Regions from separate parts of the Anser cygnoides genome. Here region 1 is linked to region 2. Evidence: chromatin contacts called from public Hi-C data. All regions are on one chromosome and are shown on one strand. The core of a region is the stretch at or near the end of the contact, and the rest is flanking DNA. Distances in the headings are between cores, read along the strand shown.

Evidence for each region. A called contact is a pair of places that touch in the nucleus more often than the background predicts.
Region 1: a Hi-C map of liver shows a contact between it and region 2, with 2.7 times the contacts expected there. The contact joins the promoter of CGRRF1 here to the enhancer-like site in region 2. A contact is called at or near these places in 3 of 7 Hi-C or Micro-C datasets (all in liver).

What each region holds. Positions count from the first base shown.
Region 1 is chr5:63,017,360-63,020,059 of Taihu_goose_T2T_genome, reverse strand. CGRRF1 (cell growth regulator with ring finger domain 1) reads left to right here and starts at 1,260. Exons shown (of 6, transcript XM_048066093.2): 1 at 1,260-1,426. The coding sequence starts at 1,260. It also overlaps a transcript of GMFB not described here.
Region 2 is chr5:62,905,608-62,908,307 of Taihu_goose_T2T_genome, reverse strand. No RefSeq gene overlaps it. Among named protein-coding and RNA genes, the nearest start is that of GCH1, 23 kb to the right of the region's middle. Within about 2 kb of position 1,302, at least 2 of the 3 cell types and tissues checked have open chromatin away from gene starts, as enhancers often do. A contact at or near this core is called in liver, where this site is marked.

The sequences.
Region 1 (2,700 bases), core at 11-2,510, 110 kb before region 2:
CGTGCTGCGCCTGCGCCGCCGAGGCCCCGCCCCTTCTCTCTCTGCCCCTCCCTCCGCCTCCCGGCCAATCAGCGCCGCCGCCTTGGGTTGGGCGGGCGCCGGCACGCGCCGACGGGTGGCGGGAGGGCTCAAGGCCCGCGGGGGAGGGAGGGGCGCAACGTTGTCATGGAGCCGAGGCTCCGCCCCCCGTTGTCATGGCGATGAGGCTCCGCCCCCCTGTTGTCATGGCGACGCGGCCCCGCCCACCCCGCGGTATCCTAGCGACGGGGCGGGGCCGTGCGCAGCCGGCGGGCGGCCCGAGGCTTCCCTCAGGATCGGGCCCCGGCCCCGGGAGCCGCGGCTGTGGGACGGCTTTGGGGTGGGAAGGGCTGAGGAACCCCAAACCTGCGGGGTCAGGCCAGCCCCGGGCAGGGTGTCCCCATAAAGGCCGCTGAGGCCTGTCAGTGAGCTCAAGGCTTTGCCCCTTTGCCGAAGTACCGGGGAATATCCGTGGAGAAATGACACGGCTGTGAAAAAACCGCCCTCGGGTGGGGTTTCCACCTTAATAAGGTTCAGAAAATTAAAGCGCAAGGCAGGCGTGAGGCTCAGTAATGTCTGCCCCTCAGAAAACTTCTTTTTTTATTCAAGTTGAGTGTGATTCTGGACGCGACCCAGGACTCGGAGCTGGCAAATCGCGAGCACCAGCGCCGCTCTTCCATAACAGGCTGCTGGCGGCCGTCTGGCCGGGAGCCGGGGGAAATATCTGGCTTTTGTCACCCTGCTGCGACGTTCGGCTGCCATAACGCTGCCTCCTCAGACCTGCCGCAGCACCGGCTGCTAAAGGGGTCATCCTCTTGCCTGCTGAACCCGGGTGAAGAGAAGTTATACTAACAAATGCCAGACCCACAGGACAAAACGGCACGTTTTCAGGCAGAGTTTAGCGAGCACCACAGAAGAGGAAGGCTGCCGAGCAGCTGCGGCTGCGTCCCTTTCCCTCCCTGTGCTCTATTACGTGTATTCACCTCCCTACGCTCTATATTACGCTCCCTACGCTGCTATTTCCTCACGGGGCGCCGCGCAGGGAGGTCGCACTCACTGCAGCGCGCCAAGGGCGCTGTGCAGCCCCCTAAAACCCCCCCGGGAGAACCGGGAAGCGCCGCGGGGCCCGGCTGCAGGCGGGCTACGCAAACTGCGCAGCGCCGCGCACCTTGCGCAGCCTTACGCAGGCCCCGCCCGTGCGCGGGCAGGCTGCGGGCAGCGGCTTCAGGCGGCTGCCGCGCATGCGCCGCGGCGCGGGGCCGGGGCGGGTGACGGGGGGGGGGTGTGTGTGTGTGAGGGGCCCGATGGCCGCCGTGTTCCTGGTGACGCTGTACGAGTACTCGCCGCTCTTCTACATCGCCGTGGTGTTCGCCTGCTTCCTCGTCACCAGCGGCCTGGTGCTGGGCTGGTGAGCGCGGAGGGGCGAGGCGGGGGGGGCTCCGGGTGAAGGGGGGGGTGGGAAGGGCCTCGCAGCCCCTCAGGCCCAGCCCCGGCTGCCCCCAGCCCCGTCCGGCCCCGCCTGGGGCACCGCCAGGGATGGGGCAGCCACAGCTCCTCGGGGCGGCCTGCGCCAGGGCCTCGCTGTGAAGAATTTCTTCCTCGTATCTAACCTAAACCTACCCGCTTTTGGTTTAAATCCATCACCCCTTGTCCTGTCACCCTGACACAGAGCCCCTCCCCAGCTGTCCTGCAGCCCCCTTCAGGCCCTGTCAGCCCGCTGTGAGGTCTCCCCGGAGCCTTCCCTTCTCCAGGCCGAACACCCCCAGCTCCCTCAGCCTGTCCCCACAGCAGAGGGGCTCCAGCCTCTGAGAGTCCTCGGGGCCTCCTCTGGACCCCAACAGGCCCATGTCCTCCTTGTGCTGGGGCTCAGAACTGAACACAGCCCCTCAGGTGGGGCCTCACAAGAGTAGAGCATAGGGGGGAGAACCCCCCCCCCTTCACCCTGCTGGCCACTCTGCTTTTGATGCAGCCCAGCATACCATTGGCTTTCTGGGCTGGACATTTTCCTGCTCAGTTGTAGGGAACGTGCTTTTAGCAGCAGGGTTGGACTCAGTGAACTCCAGAGGTCCTTTCCAACCCCTACAGTTCAGTTTGTGTTCAGTTTTTCATCGACCAGCATCCCCAGGCCCTTCTCCTGAGGGCTGCTCTCAATCCATTCCCCACCCAGCCTGTGTTTGTGCTTGGGATTGCCCTGACCCAGGTGCAGGACTTTGCACTTGGCCAGGTGATGGGGTGGCACGGTGCGGGAGGGGAGTAATGGGAGCTGGTACCCTGTGGGGACTGTGTTCTGGAGGTGTGGGATGGCCGTGGGGTGGGTGCGTGGGGCCTGGAAGTGGCCAGAGAAGTGGGGTTGTGATGAGTACAGGTGGTGAGGAAGGACAGCACTGAGCGTAGTGCTCAAATGTCCGTCCTCAAATGTCCGTCCATAATACTGCTGTGTTTGGTTTCCTGCTGGCTCGGAATTGTCTGAATGTAAACACAGACACACGCCAAGCGGGGAGCATCGATTAGCGATCAAAGTAATTTATGCAATAATTGGGGATACGCCACACTCGTGCGGTTTCTGGAGAGAATAAAATTGAGTTACTGCGTTTCCTCCTATTGGCTTCACATTGATATCCGTAGTGCTGCTGAGCTTTGGTGTTCTCCTCCCTTTGTCTCTCTTTGAATTACAGCTGCTGT
Region 2 (2,700 bases), core at 53-2,552:
TACAGAGATTTTTGACCAATTTTAATAAAATGGAAGATCATCCCGGCAGCTTAGCCCCCTGCTTTTTGAGAGTCCACCGCCGCCTCCAGCCCTGCGCAGGGGCTCCCGATGCAGCATCGCCCCGCGGTGGGGCTGGGTGCCCCCATCCCACCCTTGTCCCCCTGCCTGGCTTCGGGCAAGCCCGAGGCCTCGCAGCCGCCCCAAAAATTGCTTCCAGCCCCGTGAAAGCTCTCACTCCTCTCCTGCGAGAGCTCCAGGCCGGGCTCAGCAGAGGGAGCCACAGACTGTGCGTGCCCGGCTGCGGCTGGGGCGCTGCCACCCAGCCAGGGCCTCTTGCCCTGTTGCTCCTCTTGCTCCTCGGGGTGTAAATGAGCATGGCCCGAGCATCGCCGAGCTGAAGAACAGGATCTCTGCGACCAGCTGTCATTCCCACTGCTGCCGCTTTCCTGCAAAACCCTGCCCTGTCTGAGTTTCTTCTTTCCTCCATTCTCATTGATCCCACATGGTAGCAGTCACTGCCCCCCCAGTTTCACCTCCCCAGTGACAAGCAGTGGGGACAACCGGAGCAGGAGGCTCCCGGCCAGGTGTGCAGGGGCCTCAGCGGTGCACAGCCAGGGCTGACACCCCCACGGAGCTCGGATCCAGGTCCCCGTGGGAAGGGTTGATGCAGGGCTAAGGCTGTAACCCTGCACAGCCTGAAAAGCAAGCGGAGATCCTGCAGGCCCTAACTGCATCCCGCAGGTACATCACAACAGTGACACCAACAGGACAGGTGTTGGAGGCAATGTTTTTTTTGTCTCCTGGTAATTAGCATATCCCCGGACCACAAAACTGGTGATTTTTATGGCTAGAGCAGGAGGAGCATGCTAAGGATGAACTCTGCCTCCTGCAGCAGGTGAAAGCCACCGGTCTTTTATATCATCGGTTTTAATATAAAGATAACACCCCGCCTCCCCAGCCTTTCCTTGACTAAAGTGTAATAGCCTTGCTAACGCTGGGTGCTGATTACATCATTTTTGCAGGAAATACAGAACCCTTTTCCCATGCATGGATCTGCTGCAGGGTGTGCTGACACCTGCACCAGGACCTTGGTCCCCAGCTCCTGCAGCTCCCAGCACTGTTCTTGTACCCTGAAAGGGGTTTGGGTGCACACGGGTGATGGAGAAATGGGGAGAGGGTTGGAAAAAGAGCCCCTGGGCAATCTCAAGTGCCTCCCTGGTGCGGAGGGGACAAAGCCAGACAGCCCCACTGCTCTGTCACTCGTGGAGGCTAGGCAGAGGGAACCCCCGCAGGAATTGCTGCCTTGCTGGCATTAGGACAGCCCAGGGAAAAGAAGTAAGACTCTGGTTTGCCTTAGCACTTTTAAAACAGTTTAATAAATAGGCCTGTGTAGCTCAATGACTCTTATGGCAGGGTTTTAACCTTCGCTTTCCTGTTGCAATTGGAGCAGCGGTGCAGAGAGGAGACGCGGTAGGTACACTCTGCCTCCCCTGCAACACTCCACCACCAAGCACACACTAAAAGCTGTTAAAAATAATCCTTGCTATGATATCCTTCGGGTTATTTCAGCAAAATTTGTTTTGAATACTGTGCACAATGATTTGTTTGATGTCCCTCTTACCAGCCCAGACCAAGACTTATTAAAAAGGGCTTTAATCTTTTATATCCTCTTGATTACCAAACCATGACTGCAACTTTAAATACAACTGGAAGGCAAGCTTTTCATAAAGGTTATTTCCAGGAGTTCAGCAGAAGGGCTTAGCTAAAGCTCAAAGGGCAGAGCTGACTGCAGAGTCTTTCCCAACACCGATAACTCGATAGAGACAGCAGGGGCAGAAACCAGAGGCCAGGTAATGAGCAATTTGAGCTCATTAAGCAACCATGGGCTGCTGGAAGGTTGCCTGGAAGGTTGCGACGGCTACATAAAGCCTCCAGGATTATCAGGGCCCTCAACTGCAGCCTAGGAAGAGAGATTTTTGGCTAGGAAGAGCGTCTTCTGACTCCACATCTCACATCCACAGGCAGCAGGATCCCATGTTCACCACCTGTGTGACCAACCTTGGTCACCAGCAGCTGCTGGTTGCACACAAGAGGATGCTTTGAGGAAGAAGCATTTGGACTTGTAGATTTTCTACATTCTCTTGCAAAGCACAGGTGGGTTGAGAGCACAAAGGCAGCGTGAGGTCCAGCCCCATGCAGGGCTGGGCAGGAGCTGCACTGGAGCTCAGAGGATGCACCTAGCCAGGAAGCGGGGATACGTAAGGACACTGACACGACAAGGACAGGCTCCTAGCTCTTTGCTGCAGGGACTAATTGCCTCCTGGCTGAGAGAAGTTACCTGCACCAAAACACAACGTCTGCACCTGAAAGCGAAAGGCAAAGCAAGGGGACCCAGGAGCCGTGCCCAGGAGCTGGGGCGGTGAATCAGGGACAAGCGACGCTGCGTCACGTGCGGAAGAGATGACTGAAAACACTGGAAAGAAAATCAAGGTGAAAGTACAAACACAAAAGGAGCTGCTTGTATGGGTGGCAATCAAAAACACCTGAGAAGCATCCATTTCCTGAAGGTTACCATTGAACATTATCAGGAAATGAATGCAGCCTGTGCTAAGAGATGGGATCTCCTGGGGTGGGGTAGTTTAGGGACAGGAGTTTGTCATTTTTGTAACAGAGCTTGGTTCTCCTACAGCTTTGGTTCTT